Regions from separate parts of the Mus musculus genome. Here all the other regions are linked to region 3. The links are chromatin contacts, called in public promoter capture Hi-C maps. All regions are on one chromosome and are shown on one strand. The core of a region is the stretch at or near the end of the contact, and the rest is flanking DNA. Distances in the headings are between cores, read along the strand shown. Region 1 holds the start of Pi4ka (phosphatidylinositol 4-kinase alpha). Region 2 holds the start of Ccdc116 (coiled-coil domain containing 116). Region 3 holds the start of Yeats2 (YEATS domain containing 2).

Region 1 (3,623 bases), core at 464-2,963, 2.7 Mb before region 3:
ATAATTATATAATAAATAAATAAATCTTCTTAAGATGTTGTTATTATTTATTTGTGCTTGTATGTGCTCATGCATGCAAGTGCCCATGGACACCACAAGAGGACTTTCTGATGCCCTAAAACTGGAGTTACCTTCAAACATTCAAGCAGTCCTAAGCTGCCAGACATGAGTACTGAGATACCAACTCCCTGAGTGAACAACAACTCCTCAGCACCTCTGCGGATACTGGGCTGTTCCTGAGTAGCATGGACTACAGGTGCATGCTACCATGTCCAGTCTGTATTCATTCTTTAGCCAGAAGTCGGGTTGGCATTAGATCTTCCAGAACCTGTTCACCTTGCAGGTAGGTGATACAATCAAGTTTGAAAACTTACAAGGTCAAAGACCAGGTCACTCTGCCTTTCCACTTTTACCCATCAGCGCGCAGGTGCACATGTCACCCAGGTTCTTTCCATCTTTCAGAAAGTTGAATGGACAGACAGCCCCCTCCCTTCAGTGCTAACATACTGTGCTGAGTCTATTTACACATTCCTGGGCGAAAAGCAGCTGACTATTATTGTTCATCCACGTTGTGCCTGGCCTTAATATGTAAACTCATCAAAGCTTCACAGGTTTTATAGATAAGCAAATAGGCTGTTAGCATGCAAGTTTCTTCCTCAAGACTGCACACAGAAATTGTAAATTTAGTCAGCTCTGACTAAAATCTGTCTTCTTCCTATCACAACATCCTTTTGTTGTTGTTTGGTTTTTGGGTTTTTTTTTTCCCCTAAAAGAAAGCGGTTAGCCTCCTTAATCCTGGGGTTCTACCCTTCACCACCCACCCAGTTCACCTCTTATCCCAGGTCCAAGCATATCTTTTATCTTCCAAGATAAGGACTGGCGTGTCTTTCTCTTCTGAAGCAATCCTGAATTTAGTTCTCTGTCTACTAACAGTCCACTGCATATTCCTGCCACTGCATCTTCTCGAAACTCATCATCTTTTGATCCAGTCTAACGCTACCATCTCTTAAATAATAATACGATTTGCATAGCTGTCCTTCTCCACAATCCAGTGAGAAGGGCAAAAAGTGTGTAGGGGAGGAGGGCGTCCCATTTCATGAGAAAGACACCTCTCCAAGGTCATTGAATGAAAACAAAAAATCGGGACCAAAAGCCCGGATTGGACTCTTGGTCCTTGGCTCATCCTACCACGCCTCACAGGCAGTCACGATGCTGCCACAACCCCCGCGCCTGAGATGTCACAGCGGTAGTCCGCCCGCCCACAGCTCACTGCCCTCCCACTCCCACCGGTACCAGACCTCCCAGCGTCCTGTCGACTTCCCGACTCCTCTCTTCACCAGAACCCTCTCCCACCGACCTCCCTACATCGCTGCCACCTCTATTCAGGAGCCCCTCTCTAGTCGCAAGTAGCCTTCTCAGACCCAGCAGCGTCCCGCCGCTTCGCCACCTCAGGCCCCTCCTCCTGTCAGTACGCAGGGTTACCTTCTCCAAGGATGCTGGTCTCTGCACAGCCAGGGAGCGGGCCAGTGAAAGTACTGTGTTGAAATAAAAGCCTCGAGAGGTGCTGGAGCCAGAGCTGGACCCCGAGCCGCCGCCGCCGCCGCCGCCGCCACCGCCGCCTCCTCCCCGGGCCCCAGCAGCCGCCATCACAGCGCACGCCCCGGCGCAGGCGGCTGGGTTCACAGCTCTGGGCTCGCCACCACCGGTCCTTACTGCGCAGGCGCAGAGGCGGCCGACTTCCCGGCCACCTGACCACCTGACTCCTCCCCTCTCCCCTCCCCCGCACTGGGTGGGGCCTGGTCCCCCTCTGCCGCTCCGCCGCCGGGTTGGCTCTGGAGGCGGGGCTCTAGCGCAGTGCTGGCGGAAGTAGTGCGCGCGGCGTCCACAGTGAATCCGCCCGCCGGCGCTGGGCTATCGACTCCTCGCTCAGCAACCCCTCCTGCTTCCTAGGTGCAGGCCGTCTCCCGCACCATGTCTGGCTATCCTAAAAGCTATAATCCTTTCGACGATGACGTGGAAGAGGAAGACACCCGGCCCGCGCCGTGGAAGGACGTCCGCGACCTGCCTGACGGCCCCGACGCGCCCATTGACAGGCAGCAGTACCTGAGACAGGAGGTGTTGCGCAGGGCCGAGGCTACCGCTGCCAGTACCAGCAGGTCCTTGTCTCTCATGTATGAATCGGAGAAGATCGGAGTCGCCTCTTCCGAGGTGAGCCTGGGGCAGAACTGAGCTAAACCGGCCAATCAATGCGTTATAAAAACGGGATGAAGAAATATTTTGTTTACGATCTTTTGGTATTTTTCTAATTGCCTACCGTAAGTTCATGGACATAGTGTAAAGAATTATGTATCAGGATCACCTGATGTTTACCTCTGGAAGCTTCCTTATCTATTATTCTGCGAGGTTAATTTCTCCCTCGCTGCCCTGCCCTCATGTCTAGTTAAAAAGTAAACTCCAAATAATGTTCTGTGTGAGAGTAAAAATGCCAAAGTGCGGCCTGTATTTGGGAAGTAGTGTCTGTTTCATTTACATATAACTTGTTAGGCAGAAGCCTCAAGCTGTTCCTCTCTAGTGGCCCAGTTAAAGTGTGAACTGTGTATGCTTCAAGTGCCAGGTGGTGCCTGAAGTACTGACGCAAAGGGAGCCTGTGTTCTTCTTCTCACATCCTTGACCACTTTTCACCTTTCTAATGGGAATATTTAAGTCCCCTCGCCTGGGCTCCTGCTCAGGAAACCAGATCCTGAATTGAGTCGACTCTTACCTTTGTAGACCGTGTGTTATTGTGACAGCTCTTTCCATCCATAGAAAATTTCAGCAACTAGGAACTTTGCTTTCCTTTAATTTACCTGTATTTGCATATGCACAGTTTAAGGGTGTCCCCTGAAGCCGGAAGAGGGCACCAGGGAATCCCTTGGAGCTGGAGTTGACAGATGGGTGCTGGGAACAGAAATGGTCTTCTGAAACTTCTTTAAGACCTTTTCTTTTTGAGGAGTTCGGCTTGGTGGACAGCCTACCAATGAAGCCCAGGCTGGTCTGGAACTTAGAATTCTTGGTCTCAATCTTTCTGATACTGGGATTTCAGGCATGTACCATCTTCTCCAGCATAAAATAAAGATTATTCCAAGACACCAGATTGCCCCTAAGTCTACTGGCAAAATAGTTGTTTTGGCAGAAGAAGAAATTACTGATATATCAGCCAAGAATAATCTTAAGTATTTTACAGTTTTGAAATGTAATAGTTGAAACAAAATACTGTCTTTCTTTACCAGTCTTCATCTCTGATCTTTGGCAAGTGTTCTCCTCTGGGACTTGGACAGATCTCTGTTGTTTTCTATTGCCACTGTTTGGTATTTTACCTTCTCCTACCTTCCCTGTTGTTGTCTCCCTGACGGCTAATGTATGTTCTGCCTCTAGGAAGTTGTGCTTCTGTGTACTGGATTCTTAATGTTCCACTCCAGATCAATTGGAGTCCTACAGGTCTTGGTGAACAGGTCACTTTGTATTGAGATAAGTGATAAGTTCTCACAATGTAGCCCATAGTAATCCAGATTGGCCTCGAACTCAAGATCCTCTTTCTTCAGCCTCCAGAGGGCTGAGGTCATAGACATTCACCAGATGCCAAT
Region 2 (3,628 bases), core at 900-3,399, 3.0 Mb before region 3:
GTCTGCTAGCCTTAGCCATGGCACCAGATCTCACCCCTTTGTTTTCCAGTCGGAGTAGCCTCTTGAGGTTTTTCTCAAGCAGGAGTTTGTCCCTCATAGGTGGCAGTGAGCCTATGCCTCTGGCACCCAGGTCACTGTCTTGGCTGTGGGACCCCAGCCATCCAGCTGTGATGCTGCTATGGGAATCAGACATGGAACTGGAGCAAGATGGGTAATTGTTTGGGCGTCCAGCACACAGGGTGGGCCGAGCACGGTGCCGGTGCACAGTGTCGATGCTGGGTCTGGCTCGAGATCGATGCCTACTACTTGGCACCTCCACGGGGTCTTGAATATCCACCAGTGGCACGCCAGCCTCTGTCTTCATGGCAGCCAAACGTTCTGTTGCCTGCTCCACAACTGTCTGCAAGCTGTCCAGTACCTGACCCTCCGTGAGGAAATCCAGGAAGCCACCAAATGCCAGAGGGTGCCTAAAGTTTTGCTGGTGGCTTTGGTGCTCTGAGTATTGGTTCATTGATGGTAGGTGTGGTACACGCCCAAGCTTGCAGGTTGGCCTCATTTCTGGCAACAGGTGCTTCTTGGGCAGCTGCATTTGAACAGAGAGGCTCGTCATAACAGGCAGGATGGCCTGCAATGGGTAAGGAGCTGTCTTTGCAGTCATAACAGGCAGGATGGCCTGCAATGGGTAAGGAGCTATCTTTGCAGTCCTCCCAGGGTCCCATTAGAAGCTGGTTGATACTGAACAATGAAAAAACATTTTTTTTTAGGCTTGTTAATGCTGACGATTAAACCCAGGGTCTTGAACATGGTATGCAAATGTTCAACCACTGACGTGCATTTAAAACTTTTTTTTGTTTTGTTTTGTTTTTCGAGACAGGGTTTCTCTGTGTAGCCCTGGCTGTCCTGGAACTCACTTTGTAGACCAGGCTGGCCTCGAACTCAGAAATCTACCTGCCTCCCGGGTGCTGGGATTAAAGGCGTGTGCCACCACGCCCGGCCTTTAAAACCTTTTGAAACAATTCTTTGTGTGTCCACACGCCTCAGCTGGAGTGTTGCAGTCAAAGGACAGCTTGGTGTAGCTGGTTCTCTCCTTGTATTGTGTGGATCTCGGAGACGGGCTGATCACCCCCAAGTCAGATCATCAGTCTTACCCACTGAGCTCTTTCATCAGCCCTGAATTACATTTTAGAATCAGGTAATCCTGGGTTTGAATCCCACCCAGCTCTGAGACCTTTGGGATGTGTGACTATTCTTACAATAGCCCTAATTGAGGGCTTCACTGCAAAGTATGGGTCTATTAGGATTGCCCTGAAGGTTCCCAATGCCTATATTTCATATATGCCAGCCCTAGCTGGGAGACTAAGAAGTGGAATTCTGTGTTCATGGTGTGAAAGTGCAATTATGAGAGCCCTCCACCCTCTCTGGAGAGCCCTTCTTCTCTGTCTCTAGCACAGACCTACACTGTTGTCACTGCTGTGCTACAGTTGGGGACTTGAGCCTATGTCTCCAGATTGAGTCCTCCTTGCTCCTTTCTCAGGGCTCCTAGTCCACCCAAGTGCTATCTGGGGCTAAGGGGAGTGGGAAGTGAGTGATGAGGGCTCTGCAAGCAGGCATAAGGGAAGGTGACACTACAATAAGGATTCCACCAGATGACCTGGTGAGCTCAACTGGACACAAGAAAGCAGTGGCAAGTGGTGGGCCAGCTGGATATACTTACCGGGGCCACATAGGTGCTGTGAGCAGCCTCGTCGTCAGCCAGATATCCTGAGTGGTGGCGGCACCTCGCCATGATGAGGATAATTAAATTTGTTTTCTGCTTCCTTTTTCAGGTCCCACAGCACAGATGCAGACTCCTCTGTATGGGGCGGGGAAAGGAAGTAAAGATAGGTCCAGGCCTCCATGGACCCCTCATTCCCTGTACTTTTGTCTTTCAGACATCCCAACTTTCCCTGCTTGGACCGGTCACTCATCTGTGGACATTCCCAAATCGCTGCCTTTTGTTTGCAACTGTGTCTGGGTCGAAGTGTGTGTCCGGACTTCCTTCTTTCAGACCAGAGGCACCCTGGAGACCTCACCTGCTTACCAGAGTCTCTGCTGTGCTTCTAGGGGTTCGCTCACTCAGCACCCTTTAAAGCTCTACCGCACAGAGAACTGGAATCCTACCCCCTTAGCATCCTAGGATGCTCATTTACATACCTTATCCTGATTGGACAGAATCTGGCCTCTCATTCACTAGCCTCCCCGACACAATGGTTGGGGGAGGGGCCCAGATTGGCTCCTCCCCCACCCGTTGGATTTTTTTTTTTTCTGTCCAGCCAGCTAAGTATAGTTCTTGGGGATGGTTATATTCAGCCAAGACGTCTGAATCTGGGTCTTGTTTCTCTAATTCTCAGGGCGGAAGCGATAGCCTCAATTTGTGATTTAAACACCTTCCTCAGCTCATTCCTGGACCTCCCACTCCGTTGGCTTCCTCTTAAGGATCCCTTTCCCTCATCAATGCAGTGTGGACTAGGCCGCATCTTCCTTTTCAAGTGAAGAGTCCTGGTTTTCTGAACAGCCTAGTTCCTGCCCCTGCTTTTTCTTACTAATATGACTTAGCCCCTCAACACCAGCTCCTCATAATGGAGCTGAGGACCCTTCCACAAGTGAGTATTACAACACAGTTTACACTATATGGAAGCGCCATATAAACTCACCTCTACAGTTTTCCTTCCTCCCTTCAATCCTAGGAAGCCTGTCATTGCCAACATACCCACAGCAAGTCCATCCTCCCCTGCCACATTTTTTTCTTCCTTGTCTAACAGCTTCACTTCTTTAGGGCAAGAATCAAAGCAGTTAGCCCTAATCCCTAATAACCCCATTCCTGATACAGTAGGTGCTGTAGAGTTTTCTCCTCCCAATCTGTGGTTCTCAGCGTTCCATGGCCTCAGGGCCTCTGGCCTTTCCAAAAGCAGTTTCTCAGAGGGCCCCAGTGGCTGAATGACACCCGATGGTTCAACAGTCACTATGATCAGACACAGCAGTGTTTATGCCAAGAACTTGGCTGAAGGGTTCTTCGAGGCCTCCAACCCTTATGAAACGTCACCAGGTACTGTTACAATCAAGTTCTCTCCCTTCTGCCTGTCACGCAGGCATCAGGATTGAGGAGCCCAGAGCAGGTCAGGCTTCAACTTGTAGGGAAGGGTTCCTGCCCCATCTCTCTCATGAACCTTCAGGTCTCTTAGCTGTAAAACAGTAGTAAATTACCAATATCATGGGCTTGAATCAAGAAACAGACATCCTATAATGAATGCTTCTCAGTTGGCAGAATGCTTGCCTAACATGCATGAAGTCTTTGGTTTAATTTCCTGTGCCACAAAAACCAGGCGTGGTAGCACATACCTGTAGCTCCAGCACTGGACAGGTGGAAGCTCTAGGATCAGACGTTCAAGGCTAGCCTCAGCTGAATGAATAGTGAGGTCAGCCTGGTATACATAAGACTGTTTCAAAACAGTATCAAGACAGCCACATTACCATGTCACCATGGTGATTATAGGTAAGTCATGGATAAGGAAGCTTACTGGACAAAGTCCAAAAGTGAGGTGACGGATGTAAGCATTGCCTTAAGCTCAAGGTGAAAGTGAACTAGTGC
Region 3 (3,831 bases), core at 5-2,504:
GAGATCTGACGCCCTCTTCTGGTGCGTCTGAAGTCAGCTACAGTGTACTTATGTATAATAGTAAATAAATCTTAAAAAAAAAAAAAAAACCTCACTACTCAGCTTGTGTGGTAAGTATGTACAAGCTGTACAATATGAGCAAGAGCTGAAAAAGTCTGAGGCAGCTCCAAGGTCAGCCTGGATGCTGTAGTCCTGAAGAAGTAATAGGAAGTCTTGGTGTGTAGTATCATGGAAGAAAGCTGGTTTCAAGCGATTTTAAAGGGAAAACCGAGGCTTAATGGATTGTCATTCATTAGCTGCATCTACATTAAGTAAATCTACAAAAGTAAATGTTTCTACAGAGAAACAGTGTCTCAAAAAACAAAACAAACAAAAAAGTTTTCAACGTTTTCAAACCTTCACCCTTTCTTTCAGTCTACAAAGTATCTGGGACCAGAGGGGGGAGGGGGGACCACTACACCTCACTCAGGTGCTACATCTACTAAAATGGGTTCACAATGATTAATGCCTTCTTCCTGTCTTTGCTTCCTTCATTCTCTCTCTCTCTCTCTCTCTCTCTCTCTCTCTCTCTCTCTCTCTCTCTTTTTGGTTTTTCGAGACAGGGTTTCTCGAGACAGGGTTTCTCTGTATAGCCCTGGCTGTCCTGGAGCTCACTTTTTAGACCAGGCTGGCCTCGAACTCAGAAATCCGCCTGCCTCTGCCTCCCAAGTGCTGGGATTAAAGGCGTGCGCCACCACGTCTTTCTTTCTTCCTTCCTTTCTTTCTTTCTTTCTTTCTTTCTTTTTTTTTTTTTGTTTGCTTGTTTAATATATATATTTATGGTGCTGGAGGTTGGACCCACAGCATTGCTCTAAGCAAGCACTCTACCAATAACTTTTACTTTGAGACAGGGCCTTGAATTCACTATGTAACTAGACAGGTTTTGTACTTGTGATGCTCCTGCCTCAGTCTCCAGACTACAAGTATTACCCCGCGATACTAGATACTAGGTTACGGCTGCTATATACACCTCTATCACTAAACACAGTGACGCAAGATGGTACGCTCAGCAGTGCGGTCACCATAGTTACTATTGCCATGACTACAAGAGAACCAGCATTCTCTCAAACTTTCAGCAGGAAGACAACGGTTGGCCGGCTCAAGCGGTCAACCTGAAGGTGCGACGCAGAGTTCAGGAGCAGCTTTAGCCCCCCGCGGCCACGCCGCCCCGACCCCGCCCCCACCGCGCGCGCCCGCGCCGCCCCGCCCTCGAGGTGACGTGCGGGGCGGAGCCTGACGGCGGGCGGGCTGCTCTGTCGTGAGCTTCCGCGCGGGCGCGTCCCGGGCCTCGCACGGCGGTTCCACGGGAGGAGACCTTTCGCTCTTTCTCTCCGCGTGGGGGTTCCGGGTCCCGGCAGGGCGGCGCTGCAGCTGGGCGCGCAGGAAGGGTGAGTGTCGGTGCGGGCGCGCGTCTTGTGCGGGGCATTGTCTGGCGCGGGCACGTGCACCCCTCCCCCACCGCGGCCGCGCGGACAGCTCAGCGGCGCGGACGGGTGGGCGCCTGGGTCCGCGGAGAGCCAGGTCCGGCGTGGGGAGGGTTCTTCTCGCCGCGCAGCCTCAGACGGGTCGCTTTGCAGCCGAGGCGGCTGAGCTTGCGCGGTGACCCGCGGGTGGTCCCGAGACGAGGTCGCCTCGGCAAGTTTGGATTTGCCCAAAGAAATCTGCGGCGGCTTAGGAAGGTTGCGAGAAGTCTGCACGAGAGCGTAGGACGGTGCTGTGTCCTATGGAAGCTTCGGAAAGTGAGGACTTGACCAGAAACACGGCTCGGTGTGCTTATGCAGAAGACAATAAGGCTTAGAGCTCATCTCCATTATGCAAGTATTTATGTTAAACAAAAAATACTGTGTCCTATAATTCTGCAGCTCACTAACATCTTACTAGTTTTGATATTGCTAGTATTTTTGTCTAGGCACATACCTAATTGCAGAAACAACCCACTTTTAAAATTCCATAACATAAACTAGAAGGTAATACACATTTATTCAGCAGTATCGTTGCCATTAATAAGTAGCAAGTACTCATCCGAGAATATTTTTAAAATTTAGACAAGGACAAAGAAGAAATTCTAGTGTCCAGAAGTAATTACTATGGGTGTGTATATTTGTGTAGTCTGCCTTAAAGGTAGGACCAAAACAACCGATGAGGGGTTGGTGCCTTAACTGTGGTTCGTTTTAGACGGGGGTCTCTTTCATATACATACATAGACCTGTCTCAGAACCTCAGTCCTCTCTGTAGACCAGGCTGGCCTCGAACTCAGATCTACCAGCCTCTGCTTTCCCAGTGCTGGGATTAAGGGTGTGGTTCCACCACCACCACATCTGGCAGACTTACTTTTTATAGGAAGCTCGTAGAAAGGTTTTGAGAAGGTAGTGGCACAATCCCACCACTACACCGGAGAAGTCAAAAGTGTGTGTGTGTGTGTGTGGGGGGGGTGCTGAGGAGTCAGGATGCAGCCTTCTGCGGTAGCCTGGATTGACTCCTTGCAAATGGAAGTAGACAGAGTGAAAAGATGAGCGTTTGGAGGTAGAATTAGCAAGCCTTGGAAGGGAAAGGGAGAGATAGCTTGTAGCCCAGGTTGGCCTTGAACTCTTGAACCTTCTCAACTTTTAAGAGTTGGAGTTGCAGGCACCGAATGCTGAGGGTTGCTTTGATGTGCGTGTGTTTTGGGTTTGAAACAAGGTTTTATGTTGCTCAGAGTGACTTCAAACTCCATATATAGCCAAAGATGGCTTTGAACTTTGGATTCTTCTGTCCCAACCTCTGGCGTGCTGAGAGTATATAGATTTTTGTCCACATGCCCTGCATTCCCTTTTTAATTCTTGTTTTGAGCAACCACATAGATAGATAACTGTACCATTTATTGAGATGGGGCAAGCATGCACCACCACCACCCGGCCTCAATCTGTTTTACATGAGTTAAATCTGAGTGACATATTTGTTATACGGTCAGTATGTTGAGAAAGCACATGTGACAGTATAAAAGTCAGGATTAAAAGACTAAGCAAAGGACCGAGGAGAAACAGAATATGTATTTTCTCTTTGGAAACCAGGACGGCTTATAAGCTACTAGAGTAGGAGTTGCTCCTTTTGCACTGGTGAAATGGCCTTAGTTCCATTCCCAGGATCCACACGGCAGAAAGAAATAACCGATTCCCATACGTTGTTCTCTGATCTCTGTCTGCATGCTGTTTACCCAGGAATGTCTGCAGACACATACTTTACCCCTGAAGTGTATCCCTAGCTCTGTCATTGCTTGGTTACTGACATATGTTTAATATTTTCCTCCACAGCTTAAAAACATTGATTTTAAGCGTATGAGGTTTGCCTGTATATATGTCTCTGCACCACTTGCACGTAGCGCCTACAGAGGCCAGAAGGTATAATAATTGTAACTGGAGTTACGGACCCTTGCACCATCACAAGTGCTGGGAGTGGAACGTGGATAGGTCTCGTGAAAGAGCAGTCAGTACTCTTAACCACTAGGCCCTCTATCTCTGCACCTTTCCGGTTCTGTTGTGAGGAGCTTGTTTTCAGTGCTTAGAGATGGAACCAGAGCCTTTTGTGTGCTAGGCAGTTCAACACTGCACTACTTCTCCAGACCTTTTATTTTTTCGCTTTCTCATTTATTGTTAAATATTCTTTAGCTATTACACGTAATGTGAGGATAGCAGAAAAGACTTTCTCTGTAAAATGTCCTACTGTTGTAAGTGCTGTCTGCTGTGTATTATTTGGCATGTTATAGTTTGCTGTGTACTGGTTTTGGTTGGTTGGTTAGTTTAGTTATTTGAAACA

What was found. Promoter capture Hi-C pulls out the DNA fragments that hold promoters and counts their contacts.
Region 1: a contact with region 3 is called in a promoter capture Hi-C map of pre-B cells, with 2.4 times the contacts expected there. The contact joins the promoter of Pi4ka here to the promoter of Yeats2 in region 3. A contact is called at or near these places in 2 of 39 promoter capture datasets (cranial neural crest and pre-B cells).
Region 2: a promoter capture Hi-C map of pre-B cells shows a contact between it and region 3, with 5 times the contacts expected there. The contact joins the promoter of Ccdc116 here to the promoter of Yeats2 in region 3. A contact is called at or near these places in 3 of 39 promoter capture datasets (hippocampal neurons, liver and pre-B cells) and 1 of 115 datasets of contacts at active chromatin or transcription factors (astrocytes).

The regions. Positions count from the first base shown.
Region 1 is chr16:17,404,152-17,407,774 of GRCm38.p6, forward strand. Pi4ka (phosphatidylinositol 4-kinase alpha) reads right to left here and starts at 1,714. Exons shown (of 55, transcript NM_001373955.1): 1 at 1,483-1,714. The coding sequence starts at 1,647. It overlaps Snap29 (synaptosomal-associated protein 29), which reads left to right and starts at 1,849. Exons shown (of 5, transcript NM_023348.4): 1 at 1,849-2,208. The coding sequence starts at 1,972.
Region 2 is chr16:17,142,297-17,145,924 of GRCm38.p6, forward strand. It overlaps Ccdc116 (coiled-coil domain containing 116), which reads right to left and starts at 2,150. Exons shown (of 5, transcript NM_001373948.1): 1 at 2,081-2,150; 2 at 1,715-1,852; 3 at 35-583. The coding sequence starts at 1,786. LOC115488656 (a long non-coding RNA gene) reads left to right here and starts at 2,575. Exons shown (of 3, transcript XR_003951945.1): 1 at 2,575-2,642; 2 at 2,870-3,085.
Region 3 is chr16:20,139,809-20,143,639 of GRCm38.p6, forward strand. Yeats2 (YEATS domain containing 2) reads left to right here and starts at 1,255. Exons shown (of 31, transcript NM_001145930.1): 1 at 1,255-1,427.